Linked DNA regions of Sus scrofa: regions 1 and 2 are each linked to region 3. A link is a contact called in public promoter capture Hi-C data. All regions are on one chromosome and are shown on one strand. The core of a region is the stretch at or near the end of the contact, and the rest is flanking DNA. Distances in the headings are between cores, read along the strand shown.

Region 1 (4,287 bases), core at 42-2,541, 420 kb before region 3:
AAAAAAAAAAAAAAAAAAAAATTCCTATTAACCAAGAAGGCTTTTGGATAGCATTTAACCCTTTTATGTAATTGTAATTTCTTTCTTTTTTTCTTTTTTTTTTTTTTTTTTAGGGCTGCACCCATGGCATATGGAGATTCCCAGGCTAGGGGTTTAATCGGAGCTGTAGCTGCCAGCCACAGTAACGCGGGATACCAGCCACGTCTACGACCTACACCTGAGCTCACAGCAACGCTAGATCCTTAACCCACTGAGCAAGGCCAGGGGTCGAACCCACAACTTCCTGGTTGTCGGATTCGTTTCTGCTGTGCCACAGCAGGAACTCTTGTAATTGGAATTTCTTGTGGCTATCTTTAGGGAAAATTTCCCTCGATACAGTGTTTAATGTTCAACAAATGTACCACAATGTCTACTGGAATAATACTAACCATACACTGGTATTAAGTCGATCAGCAGGAAGATCAGGCACTGGAGAGCACCAACAAGAGGTGTGGGAGCAAAGACAGAGAGGGCTGAGAGGGTAGGTAAAGTGGAGAGGGATTAGAGGCCCTGGAAGAGGCAGAGTGCAGGTTCCAAGAAGTCAGAGTTAGGTAGGTGTAAGTAAATATATGCGTGTGTGGAGGGAGGCTCTGGAGAAAAAGTCCAGCAACTTGGTTTTCTTTTGTGAATCACGTTCAAAATGAACAAGAAGGGGATATGTTCACATGCATGTATAAAGGCAACTGGATTAAAATTTAAATAGTTTAAATTACGGGTTTTTTTGGGGGGGGAGTCGACTTGGGGCTTGGTTAATCAATCTAAGATGAGCCTTTGGCCAGGGTATTGATCCCAGCAAAGACGCCAAACGTCTAGGCTGAAAGGAATATATTTGTGTGCATAGTCAGATTGTTTACTCAATGACCTGCTTCAGAATAATCCAGGCTATTTGCCGATAATGCAAATTATTGCCCGCGATCTCAGAATAACTGAATTGGAATCTGAGGGTGGAATCCAGGAGTATTTTTAAATAAATTCTTCAGGGAATGAGTTTATCTTGGAGGAGAAAAAGTTTAGCCACAGATCTTCCCTGCTCCAACCCTCCCGACCTGGAACTCGGAGCCGGGGCGGGGCTCTCAACTGGGTTGTGGCAGCCCAGCTCACAGGGTTCCACCTGTGGTGGAGACCCGCGACCCCGCCCCCTCGCCGGCTGGATCCCCACCCCTGGGGGGGGGGGAGCTGAAGCAGCCAGAGCCCGCCCCAACGCTGGGCCTGGCCAATCAGACGCTGCGATCTCAGACGTCGGGTTACGCGCCGCGCCGAGTCCGCGGCGGGGCGTAGGTACCGGCTCCCAGCTTTGGAGTCTGGGTTGGGCGTCGCGGACCCCGCAGGCAGCGAGGCCGGGCGGGCGGGCTGCGGCGCCCTGCGCCCCTCGCCAGGGTCGCCATGCAGGGCCCTGCCGGGAACACGAGCCGCGCACTGCCAGGCGGGCCGCCCTCCACCGTCGCGTCCGGGGCGGGCCGCTGCGAGAGCGGCGCACTCATGCACAGTTTCGGCATTTTCCTGCAGGGGCTGCTCGGCGTCGTGGCCTTCAGCACGTTGTTGCGTGAGTCCGGGACCCCCGCCCCTCCTCAGACCCTGCGCCGCGAGCCGCGGGTTCAGCCCGGCCTCGGGGGCGTTCCTGCCTGAGGATTTCAGGCCTTGGGGTCCTGGGCCCTTGGTGGAGGTGCCCTCTTCCCGCGAGCCCAAGGCTGGGCATTCCCAGGCGAAGGGGAGCTCTTGCCCCCGACCCAGGTCCTGAGTCCCTCGCCTTATCGCAGCAGCCTCTAGCCAGAGGTGACCCCCTCAACCGTGTCAGTGCGAATTAAAGCTACTCCAATTTCCAGCCTGCGGCCATGACCCCCGGGTGGCATATTCCTTTCTGCCCCCTCTTATAGGTTCATCTTAGCCTCTCCTTCGCGCTTTGAATCCTCATCCCTAAATCTCCAGTCTGATAATGAGTCTTTTCCTTCACCTTCACTTCTCCAAGACTTAATCTCTCCGGTTTGCACCTGGTGGGCCCCTGGCTTGTTAGGCCCCCCGCAATCCGTTTCCAGAAGGGCTCTCGCCCCCTCCCGGCCCCTGTCACCGAGATTAATTTTCTGTTTCTGTCAGAGTAGGACTCACCCATACTGCCTTCTTCCCCACATCTCCTTTTTCCTCTCCTTTCCCTGAAGAGGCCCACCTGTTTCATATATGTCCCAAGCTTTGCTAATTAAGTTACATCTCAAGTCTCCCCTGGCTCTTCTCTCTCCCAATCCACCTTTATTTGCATTTCAAGTATCCTTCCTTTCCTAGAGACCTGGGCAACTTAGGAGCTTAATGGAGAAACAGATTCAGGGTCTGAGGAGGTCTTGGAATCCCTGTGCTAAGTCACCAGGGGACCTTCCTTCAGAGTTTCGTGAGGGGGAAGAAAGTCCCAGATTGCCTTTGGAAAACTAGAAGTTCCAGCATGTCATGTATGCCATGTGGTGAGGGATTATATTGTTTTCTTAATGCATATCCTTTATTAAAGTAACAAGAAGTCTAGTGCCCTTATGATTGCATTTTTGAGGAAGGAGGGGTCATAAATATTTACAGAAGCATTAATTCCAAAATGACTTGTTCTCAAAACTTCCCCACTGTGTTCACGTGGGCAGAGTGGGAAGTTCCTGCAGAAAGTATGCTCCTTGGCATCTGGGAAGGATTCTGGTGGTGTGTGCTTGTGTCATGTAGCGTCCAGTTGCCAGAGTTGCAGCTTTGCTTGTTTATGATGCAGGGTTTATTTGGGTGAATTCTCCCAGGCTTTAGATAACCCTGAAGAGACTGGGGTTTTTTGTTTGTTTGTTTTGTTTTTTGTCTTTTTAGAGCCACACCTGCAGCATATGGAGGTTCCCAGGCTAGGGGTTGAATCGGAGCTGCAGCCACTGGCCTACACAACAGCCCCAGGAGCACCAGATCCTTAACGCACTGAGCTAGGCCAGGGATCGAACCCACATCTTCATGGTTACTAGTTAACCACTGAGCCACGACAGGAACTCTTGAAGAGGCTCTTCTTCTTTTTTTTTTTTTTTTTTTTTTTGTCTTTTTGCCATTTCTTGGGCCGCTCCCGCGACATGTGGAGGTTCCCAGGCTAGGGGTCTAATCAGAGCTGTAGCTACCGGCCTACGCCAGAGCCACAGCAATGCGGGATCCGAGCCACATCTGCAATCTACACCACAGCTCATGGCAACGCCGGATCATTAACCCACTGAGCAAGGCCAGGGATCGAACCCGCAACCTCATGGTTCCTAGTCGGATTTGCTAACCACTGCACCACAATGGGAACTCCTGAAGAGGCTGTTCTTGAACACCACTTTTTTTTTTTCTGGTCGTCCGGCCTTCATAAGTCTTGCAGCAAGTCCCAGACTGTATATGTTTGCTACTCTTTCTCTGCTTTTCAGTCTCTACTTGTCTTGCTGTTTTCCCTGTTGAACAAATAGCCACTTGTTCCCACAGTAATAATTTCTGATGACTTAGCCAAAATCAGCTGTTGACTTGGGCACATGAATTGTATATATGTGCGTTTAAGACATTGTACGTGGGTCTGCACTCCCCTTTCCACTTCTTTCTGCTCCTGCTGGCCTTCCTTTCTCTCTGAAGGAACTCCAGGCTTAGGTTTTATGTTGTTCCCTAACCTAAGATTTCTTAGCAGAGCCCTGGCTGTTTTCATGGGATTAATTGATGCTGATGGTCCCACTTGTTCCCCCGGATTTGATACTTGCGACTCACAGAGGGAAATGTGATTATGACAGGGCAGAGTTGCTCAGAGCTGAGAAGTGTGCAGGGTTGAATGTGTTCAGAGTACCGGTGCTGGCCCTGCAGGTCTTGAGGGACACAGTCACTTATTTACTTAATCTTTAGTGAGCACAAGTGCAAATCCCACTGTAGTTGGTATTTTCTCTATACAAAGGTGGGACTAGGAAGCAGTGTCTCACTCAGTGTTAGGCTAGACATGGAGAGAGCTTGTGGTAATGGGTTCTGGGACAATGAAGAATAGGGGTGATGAGGGGAAGAGCTGGAAAGGCTAGAATGTGTCTTCCCTTGCCATAGGCATGGACATGAATCGAGAGCCCTATTCCCCCACCTACAAGCAGATGGCTGCCCAAAGAGAGTCTCACTGACTGGGACCAAGGGAAGGACCTTTCTTATCTCAGACTTGTTGCTTCTATTGAAGTAGAACTGTGGAGCTTTTCCATTTTGCAAGGCTGGGAAGGGGAGGAAATCTCTTAAGGAGTTTACATTTTGGAATGG
Region 2 (4,777 bases), core at 182-2,681, 290 kb after region 3:
GGGAAAGCTTGCAAATGGCCATTTGAACAGTGCTGAACAATCTCTGGGTATGTATAAGTGATGCTAGTTTTAAGGAGAATTTCGTAGTGTGTAACTTAAGTTAGCCTGAACATTTTTAACATACAGGAACCAATTTTAAGCCAAATTACAGTGAAGATGGATTAAATGTATCTATTTCTTGTGTCTGGCCCTAGACCTTCCAGGTCCAAAGAAGAGGCTCACCCCTCTACATGCTAGGTCCCTCCACTGCCAGTCTCTGAGTTCACTCAACGGGGCTCTGGTTTGCTGGTTCAGGGACATCATCTTAGGTCTCAGTATGTAGTGAGAAACCTAAGGGCCTGGCCAGATCTTAGTAGCCAATCTAGCCTGGGTAGGTGATGGAAGGATCCCAAATCTTGCAAAAATGTCCAGTTCAGATCAGATCCAGGTTGGGAAGATGCCCAGAGTTAGGCAGGATAGAAGAAAGGTGGAGGGACAGCAGAAAAGTGAGCAAGGATGGCCTCTGGTGGCCAGACCTCTGGATTGTCTCCTCTTTTAAACACACACATAATTTACATGTAGTTTACAAGAGGCTTCTCAGGAGAAGAGAGAGCCAGGCTGCCTTCACCCTTTCCTATATTACTAATGTGGAAACAGGGCCTCGGAGCAGTGTTATTTTTCCTGAGGTCATACAGCCAATCAAGGCAAGAACTGGGAATAGAACCCAGGCCTCTCCACTCCATGGATGTGATTCCGAGTTATTTGTGTTCTTTTATTTTTATTTTTTGTTCCTTAGGGCCGCATTTGCATCATATGGATGTTCCCAGGCTGGGGGGTTTAATAGGAGCTACAGCTGCCGGCCTACACCTCAGCCACAGACATAGGAAGCGAGCAGCATCTGGAGCCCATACCACAGCTCAGGGCAAAGCCAGATCCTTAACCCACTGAGCAAGGCCAGGGATCGACCCCACAACCCCATGCATGGTTCCTAGTCGGATTCGTTTCCACTGCGCCACGGGGGAACTCGATTTGTGTTCTTTTAAATCGACACTTGTTTTAAGCGCGTTCAGAGGAGTGAACCACTTAAAGAATTCCCAAAGAGTGAATAACTGGCTGTAAATGGGGTACTGAGAGAAAAGCCGGCCATCCGAGCGCTTTAAGAGGACACAGACACGGCGCTCTCTTGCGGCAGAGGGTTAAGGATCCTGCGTAGACACTGCAGCGGCTTGGGTCGCTGTTGTGGCCTTGTTCTATCCCTGGCCCAAAAACTTCCAAGTGCCAGGCGCCGCGCCCACGGGAAAAAAAAAAGAAAAAAAAAAAAAAGGACGCAGATACAATGAGCCAAGTACCTCCATCTCCGGGATCCTAAAAGGTTCTCTTTCGTTGGTTAATCAGGCCTTAGGGCATCTTGGGAAATGTAGTCCCACCTTCCTCCCGACAGGAGGATGCGGGAATCGAGGAACTGCATTTCCCAGAAGGCTGTGTTCGCCTTAGCCTTAACCGGACTACCCGTCGGCGGGGCGAACACTTCATCCTGGGCTTTTTAATTTCTCAGGGGGAATGAGCGACGGTGGACACAGGCCTTTAGCGACGCCGTCCGTAGGCTGCCTGGCTTGGTGGTGCTGGACGCGGAGACAGTGGACTCGGTCAACTCTCCTTCCGGTCCCGGGTGCAAAAAGCCGAGGCGCCCAGTCTCCTTTAATTGCGGTGGGCGGGGCGGGGCCAAGCGACCCGCGTTGCTATTGGCGGCGGTTGGGGGCGCGGAAACTGAACGCGCCTCAACGGCAGCCGCTGCTTCCTCCGGCGCCTTGGGCGCTCCCAGCCCCGCCATGGCATCGCCCTACCCGGTAAGTTCCTGCCAGCGGCTGCCGCCCGGGCCTTAGTCTCCCCACGAGGACAGTGGGCGCCTGGCCGGGCGCAGGGCTCCGTGCGGTCCTCTCCTGCCCTAGTTTACAGTCTGTGCAGGGTGCGATGGGTCGGGGCATCTAGCGAACGCCTCCTGCGAGCCAGGCCCTGTGCCGGTTGCCAGGGCTAACGAACCAGTCTCTATTCTTAGGATTTGTATCTCCGCGGAGGAGACATTAGTACTGCCCGACTGGGACGTCTGACCTGGGATCAGCGCCGGGCCTGTGTGGCTTCAGTCTTGTTTTCCTGAGCAGTGGGTAGCTGAATGGGGGCTTGTTGAGGGTGCACCCTGTTACGACGTGTGGGAACAGCAGGCCCCAGGATGCCCAGGACGGCCTAGGCCTGCGGTGTAACTTGAACCAGGATGCCCTCTCGGAGGCCAGAGGGGAGCACTCCGAAGCCCCTGTTTTTGAGAGGTTGTTTTGAACCTCAACCTGCTTGGTCCTCTGGCTTGGGTTGAGAGTCAAGGTGGCTGGATGGTGGCCTGTTGGCTTCCTTAGGAACCAGGCCTTTTGAACCCTAATTTGATGTTCTTTCCCCTACCCCAAAATATAAACCCCTTTGGGGGAGACGAGGAACCAGCAAGTTGCAGGAATGGAAGAGAGGGTGTTGGAAGATTTCATGGGTCCCCTGGTTAAGGGTGGATCTGAACTTGCCTCTAGAGATGGGCACTATGTTACCTTTGTTTTTCCAAGAAGCTCAGGTGGAGCAGTTACTGCTCTGTTCTGGGCCCACCTGTTGTGCTTTTCCCTCTCTTGTTGAAAGGATTCTGGCAGGTGTGTTGGGGTGGAGCTGGGCATGGGGCCATGGGAGCCTTTGTTCTGGTTACAGCTTTTTGGAGTGGCAGTGGCCTTGCTCTGGCTCAGGAGTAGGTTTGCTGGGCTCCCTGGTGCCTCCAAGATGTTTCTTTGAGGTTTCTGATTCTTTTTTTTTTGGTCTTTTTTAGGGCTGCCCCTGAGGCATATGGAGGTTCCCAGGCTAGGGGTCTAATTGGAGCTACAGCTACTAGCCAACCTACACCACAGCTCACGGCAACGCTGGATCCTTAACCCACTGAGAGAAGCCAGGGATTGAACCCACAACCTTATGGTTCCTAGTTGGGTTTCATTTCCGATGAGCCATGACAGAAACTCCTCTTTGAGGTTTCTTTTCTTTTTTTTTTTTTTTGTCTTTTTAGGGCCGCACTTGCAGCATATGGAGGTTTCCAGGTAGGGGACGAATTGGAGCCACAGCCACAGTAGTGCCAGATCCGAGCCGCATCTGTGACTATACCACAGCTCACACAGCACTGCCAGATCCTTAACCCACTGAGTGAGGCCAGGGATTGAGCCTGTGTCCTCATGGATACTAGTCAGATTCATTTCCTCTGAGCCACAACAGGAACTCCCTCCTTTGAGGTTTCTGATGTTGGAGTAGGGGGAGTTGTTTACATGGTTGGGCTATAACTCTTCAAGTGCTAAAACATGAGTTACTCTTGGATAGAGTGTCTGTGGAATATTAGCTCCACATGTTCCTAAGCTGCTGCTGCTCTGATGTTGGGTGTCTTGGAGATGGTGGTGAAGCCACCTGGGGCTTGTTCAGGGCTGACCTTTGGGTTCACTGGCCAGTCTGCAGTGGGATTGAGGGAATGGGATCTGATCCCTAAATGGGGAGGGTGATGAAAACCCCCCATTTTCTCTCGGTGAATCTTTTGAAAAATAACTTTATTGAGATATTATTCACATACCATAAATTCACCCTTTTGAAGTGTAAAATTCAGTGGTTTTTAGTGTACTCACGATATTGTGCAGTCATCACTATTTCCAGAACATTTTTGTCACCCCAAAGAGACCCCATATCCATTAAGCAGTCACTCCTCTTTCTCCCGATTCCCTCCTTCCCCTTAGTCCTTGTCAACCACAAATTTGTTTTCTGTGTCTGTAGATAGATGTGCCTATTCTGGATATTTTGTATAAATGAAATCAGACAAAATGTCTGGTGTCTGGCATCTTTTCCTTAGTGTAGTGTGTTCAGGGTTCATCCATGTTGTAGCATGTGTCAGTACTTAATTCCTTTTTATGACTGACAACTATTTTGCTGTATGGCTGTGCCGCATTTTGTTTATCCATATATCTGTTGATGGACATTGAAGTCTGTCCACTTTGGGGCTATTATGAATAACACTGCTGTGAACATTTGTATACACGGTTGTTTTTTTTTTCATGTACAAGTTTTTGCATGAAAATGCTTTCACTTCTTAAGAGTATTTACCTAGAATTGCTGGGTCATTTGATAACTCTGTGTTTAACTTTTTAAGGAACACCAAGTTGTTTTCTGTTTTTCCTTTTTTTTTTTCCTTAAAGATTGTTTTGACTGTTCTGGCTGTCTTACATTTCATATGAATTTTAGCATTAGCTTGTCAATTTCTGCAAAAAAAAAAAAAGGCGATAGGGATTTTCTTTGACTCTGTAGATCAATTTGGGGAATATTACATCTTAACAATATTGTTTTCCAAACTATGAACAAGGGATGCCTTTCCATTTATCTGAATCTTTTTAAGCTTCTTTCAATGATGTTTTTTTATTTCTCACTGTGTGTCATGCACTTTTGTTAAGTTATTCCTAAGTATTTTGCTTTTTTATGTATCATAAATGAAATTGCTGTCACTTTTATTTTTCGCATTGCTCATTGCTGGTATACTTGATTTTTGTGTGTTGATTTTGTATCTTGTAAGCTTACTGAACTTGTAGTAATTTTTTAGTGATTCCTTAGCATTTTCTATATACAACATCATGGCTTGAGCATTTTTAAACCCTCCTGGCTGTTATAGGAAGAGTCTTGGCCTTGGGGAAGCCCTTTCCTTATCGAGCCTTTACACATTTGACCATGGCTCTCCCCCAGGAGGACCCCTCGC
Region 3 (4,289 bases), core at 1,060-3,559:
ACCTAAAAGGGAAAACCGATAGCCCTTGCCTAGCTAGCAACAAGAAGTCCCTGACCCCTACTGAGAAGCAGGGCTCCCTCTCAGCCTCTTCCACAGCCCTAGAACTGGATCTGGCAGGCACATTAGATAAATGTGAGTTCTATCCAACAGTGAGGGACGGAAAAGATGGCCATTATACTGAGCCATCTCTTTTGTTTTTTAACTCCAACTTCCATGTAATTCAAAGCCCAATCCAATCTGTGCTGCAGGCAAAGAAGGCCATTTCCTCTAAGGGAGACAAAACAGGGTCAGGTTTGGCAGCACCAGCTTTTCTGCTATAATTCTTTCCCAGGTGCTCTGCGTATATCCTGGAAGCAAGTCCTTTTCCAGTGCTCTCAGCTGTGGATTCATGTTCATGGCTGTTATTTCTGCTGCTGAGCTAGGAGTCAAGGCACTAAGAAGCTGAGGGGAGGGCGGCAGAGAATGGTGATAGACAATCAAGCCCTAACAGAAAAGAAACGGGTCTTGGAGTCAAGGAAGATCTGGGTTCAGAATCAGGTTCTGGCATTTCTTGGCTATGGTTTATGTATGTCACTTACGTAAGTGGCTGAGAGCCTAAGTTCTCCCTGAGCTTCAGTTCCTCCATCTTAAAATCTGGTCGATTTAAGAATCAAATAAGATAATGCATTCAAAATGCTTTATATAAGGCCTGACATGTAGCAAGTGTTCAACCAAAGGTAGGTGCATTAATATTCAACTCAGCATACCCGGACAAAAGGACACAAAACGGTATGGTCAGTCTAGGTCACCATCTCCCTGACAACCATTCAGAGGAGGGACTCAGCCCTGCGGAATAAGGAGAGCTTTCTGGAGCTTATCCTCCAGCTGAATGCAGTGGCTGCATGACTGCCGGCCAGGCATCAACTCAGAGACCTCAACTTTCACCTGGATGAGGACCCCTGGTCCTAGGGTCCCGCCCCTCCCTGAAGCAAGCAGGGAAGGGGGAGGAGAAAGTAATCAACTCAGCCTAAGCATCCATGGAGGAGCAGCCATTTCTCCAGGGCCTGCCTGTTGCTACAGAATTAGTCCCCAGCCTCTCTACCCAGCCTGGCAGTTTCCATCCCCTCCCTCCAGTACAGGAAAGAATGACCCTGGAGGAGGGTTAGGATGAGGTCCAAAAGGATGGGGCGAAGGCAGGGCCAAAGCCCCCCACATACTTCCCACCTTCCAGGAACAAAAGACAGGAGTCTGGGAGGTGCTCAGATGCTCAGTCCCTGCCAGGCAGCCAACCTGGCCTGTAGGCCAGGTGCCCAATCCCATCCAGACCCAGGAGGGCCTCCAACTCATCACAGTCTGGAACCTGCCCCCTTTGCTGTCCTCCATCACCCCCGTAGCTCTGAAGTGTGCGTGGGCAGTTTACAGCACCAACTCACCCCCATAATCCAAAGCCATGAAGATCCCTAAGGTTCCCCGGTTTTAAGCTTTCAGCCCTGAGCCACCCCTTCAATTGCCGGTGTCTAGGCTCCACCCTTACCCCATTCTTGTTTCTGCCAGAGCCCCAAGGAACCTGAGCCCCCCTTCACTTTTAGAGCAAATCTCAACTGCAACCTCAGGCCTCCCACGTCAAGGCCCCGTCTCCTCCGCCCCCGCCCGCAGGGCCCTGACCCTTTCTGCAGATTTCATCCATCAGAGACCCTTTCCCTAATTCCCCTCCTTCCAGACCCCTTGTCACGTCCTCCCAGGCCGGCGCCTCTCAAGGCCTAGAAGATCTAGAGGGACCGCCGCCTCAACCCGACTCCTGTCTTCCGCAGACCCCCTTTATCCTCTAATCTTTCCCCAACCCTATCCTGCTTTTCTAAACGCGTACACTTCCCAGGCCCCCTCCCTGGGCCCCACCCCAGGACCCTCTTTCCCTACCTGCAGGGCCCAGGGTCCTTCCCCAGATTCCGCTATTCCAGGTCCCCACTTCAAAATCGCAGTCCCCCACCTCCTCCTCTTCAGATGCTGGGCCCAGATTCCCTCCCCAACCTCCCAACTCTGAAATCGGGTTCCAGCCGCCACCCCTAGTTCAGGCACCGGGGCCCTCGGCACACCGTATACGTGTCCACGAGCTCAGAGCCCACGACGCGAGCCTCCTTGGCCGGCTCGGCCTCCGGTTCGGGCCCGAAGCTGCGCGCCGCGGCCGCCATGTTCCGGGCTCGGTCGCCGCCGCCGCCCGGAGCAGACTGGCAGCAGCAGGGGGCGGGGTCAGCGTCCCACCGCCCCCCGACGGCCCCCGCCCCCCGCCCCACGCTGCTCACCAAGCAGCCATCTTGGACCGGCCGCCTCCTCGCGCCCCGCCCAGCTCCGCCCCTCGCGCGTAATTGACAGCAGCTGCCAATGGCGCGCGTGCGCAGGCTGCCCGGGAAGGTCCACTTGCGTAATCTGTACCTGCCTGGCCCCGCCCGCCGCGCTCCTAGCAGCGGGGGAGAAACTGAGGCTCCGGGCGGGAACTGCTCTGGGAATTGCCAGTCAGTGCCCAGGAAGGAAGGACCAATGGCCCCGCACCTTCCGGCGTACCTGAAGCGAGTCACTGCTTCGCTTGGTCTCAGTTTCCTTCTCCAGAAAAGAGGCAGTGGTTACCTCTCACCTTCCTCTTGGGCTCATTCCCAGTTGAGCACAAGAAGGCTAAAGGAGAAGAAAAATTGGGGCTTAGAATGCAAGCAGGACAGAATAATTGTGTCAGTTCTTAACCTCTCCAAGACTCAGATCTATGTCACATGGGCTTCCAGAGAACTGAGTGGGCTAGTCCACGCAAACGCCTGGCAGGCAAGGCAGGGAGCTGGTGTGAGTTCTGCGAGAAGGTGTTGAGTTAGGTGGAAGCAATGGCTATGTGCTGGCCATCTGGCACAAGACCCCCGCTGGTGTTCTACTAGAGCTCAAAATGAGGGGGCGATAGATTGGCTCTGGACCCAGGAACTGCAGTACTGGAGCACAGGCAGAGAAGGAGCCTTAACCCAGGGGAAGACCCAGATCTAGAAGAGAGAGGTGGTAAACCAACTTCAGGGGAACAGTCTTACACAGATGGGGCATCTGTGAGGGTGAGTTTGTTGAATGATTGATTGAATGCAGTCAAGCCCAGAGCTAGTACTTCTCTCCCTGGGGAGATGAGAGGTCTCAGGCAGGGCTTCTCTGGCACCCTTGGCAGAAAGGCTCCAGCCCATACTCTCCTGAGGTAGGTCAGTGCCTTCCTTCTCCACTAGTACCACAGCACCGTACTCTGAACTTGGCATTCGAGGCTTCTCTGAGGGTTCTGCTCTCCCACCCTCTCCTTACATAGTGTTGCCCCTGCTCCAGAGAGGTTTAACCTAAGTTAGGAGCTGCCACGTCAGCCAGACCTCAAGCAAGTCCTTCCAGGAGCCTCACCTATTCCCTTGATTGGATAGGGGTTGAGCTGCTGTGTATAGGGGCCTCACCTCCGGGGCAGACAGGAGCTGCAGTATAGTGGGCCCCAGGCGAGGCCCCTGTACACAGCTCCCGTCTGTCCTGGGCTTATGTTTTCATTTTTTCAAAAAACTTTTCTGGAGAGTCCCTGGGGAGATGGAGGACAGAGGGAGAGAGACCTGGTCCTTATAGCCCTTCATCTTCTCCTTGCCCTGGGCGGAGGACACAGGGACTCAGGCCAGTGTGAGATCACCAGGTCCAGGGGAGGGAGTGGAGGATACGGCAGGCAGGGGTGGGCTGGGCCGGGAATGTGGCGGGGCAGGGCTATTTAAGCCGAGGGCCGCTGCTGGCAACCTCAGCAGCCTGCCCTGTGAGCCGCCAGTATGGATGACATCTACAAGGCTGCGGTGAGGGATGGGCCTGGGCAGGGCTGGGGTGGCGGGCCCACAGGGGGCTCATTCAGCTCATGATGGGGGCAAGGTCACCTGAAGGAGATGGTGGGAATCCAGGAGAGGGACCACGTACTTTCAACCCAGGCCCTCAGGGGCTGGTGGGGCTGGCATTCCAGGGTGTGGAAGGGGTGAGGAGTTTAGGGTCTGTGGGTAGCTGTCAGGGTGGGTGGAGGAAGATGTCGCAGCTTTGGCATCATGTCTGCCCCTGTCTCCAAATGTCTCTAGTCTACGTCACTGGTCTCTGGACTTTTGCTGTTTCTAGTCTCTTTCCATCTCTTTGTTCCTTCCAAGCTCTCCCTCTGAGGCTCTGTTGCTGTTTCCCTGTCCCCACCTCCCCCACTGCTGCCCCTCATATTCTGCTTCTCACATGTCCACAATCCCCCACCCCCTCCAGCCCCTTGGCTGGCTGCAGATGCTGTGGAGAGTGGGATAGGG

What was found. Promoter capture Hi-C pulls out the DNA fragments that hold promoters and counts their contacts.
Region 1: a contact with region 3 is called in a promoter capture Hi-C map of fetal liver, with 3 times the contacts expected there. The contact joins the promoter of LOC100153598 here to the promoter of NISCH in region 3. A contact is called at or near these places in 1 of 5 promoter capture datasets (fetal liver) and 1 of 2 datasets of contacts at active chromatin or transcription factors (skeletal muscle).
Region 2: a promoter capture Hi-C map of liver shows a contact between it and region 3, with 3 times the contacts expected there. The contact joins the promoter of POC1A here to the promoter of NISCH in region 3. A contact is called at or near these places in 1 of 5 promoter capture datasets (liver) and 1 of 47 Hi-C or Micro-C datasets (embryonic fibroblasts).

Annotation. Positions count from the first base shown.
Region 1 is chr13:35,014,814-35,019,100 of Sscrofa11.1, reverse strand. LOC100153598 (store-operated calcium entry regulator STIMATE) reads left to right here and starts at 1,291. Exons shown (of 10, transcript XM_021068951.1): 1 at 1,291-1,582. The coding sequence starts at 1,423.
Region 2 is chr13:34,304,750-34,309,526 of Sscrofa11.1, reverse strand. It overlaps POC1A (POC1 centriolar protein homolog A), which reads left to right and starts at 1,431. Exons shown (of 11, transcript XM_021068878.1): 1 at 1,431-1,826; 2 at 4,694-4,777. The coding sequence starts at 4,750.
Region 3 is chr13:34,593,808-34,598,096 of Sscrofa11.1, reverse strand. NISCH (nischarin) reads right to left here and starts at 2,309. Exons shown (of 21, transcript XM_001925354.5): 1 at 2,073-2,309; 2 at 1-2. The coding sequence starts at 2,168. TNNC1 (troponin C1, slow skeletal and cardiac type) reads left to right here and starts at 3,777. Exons shown (of 6, transcript NM_001130243.1): 1 at 3,777-3,809. The coding sequence starts at 3,786.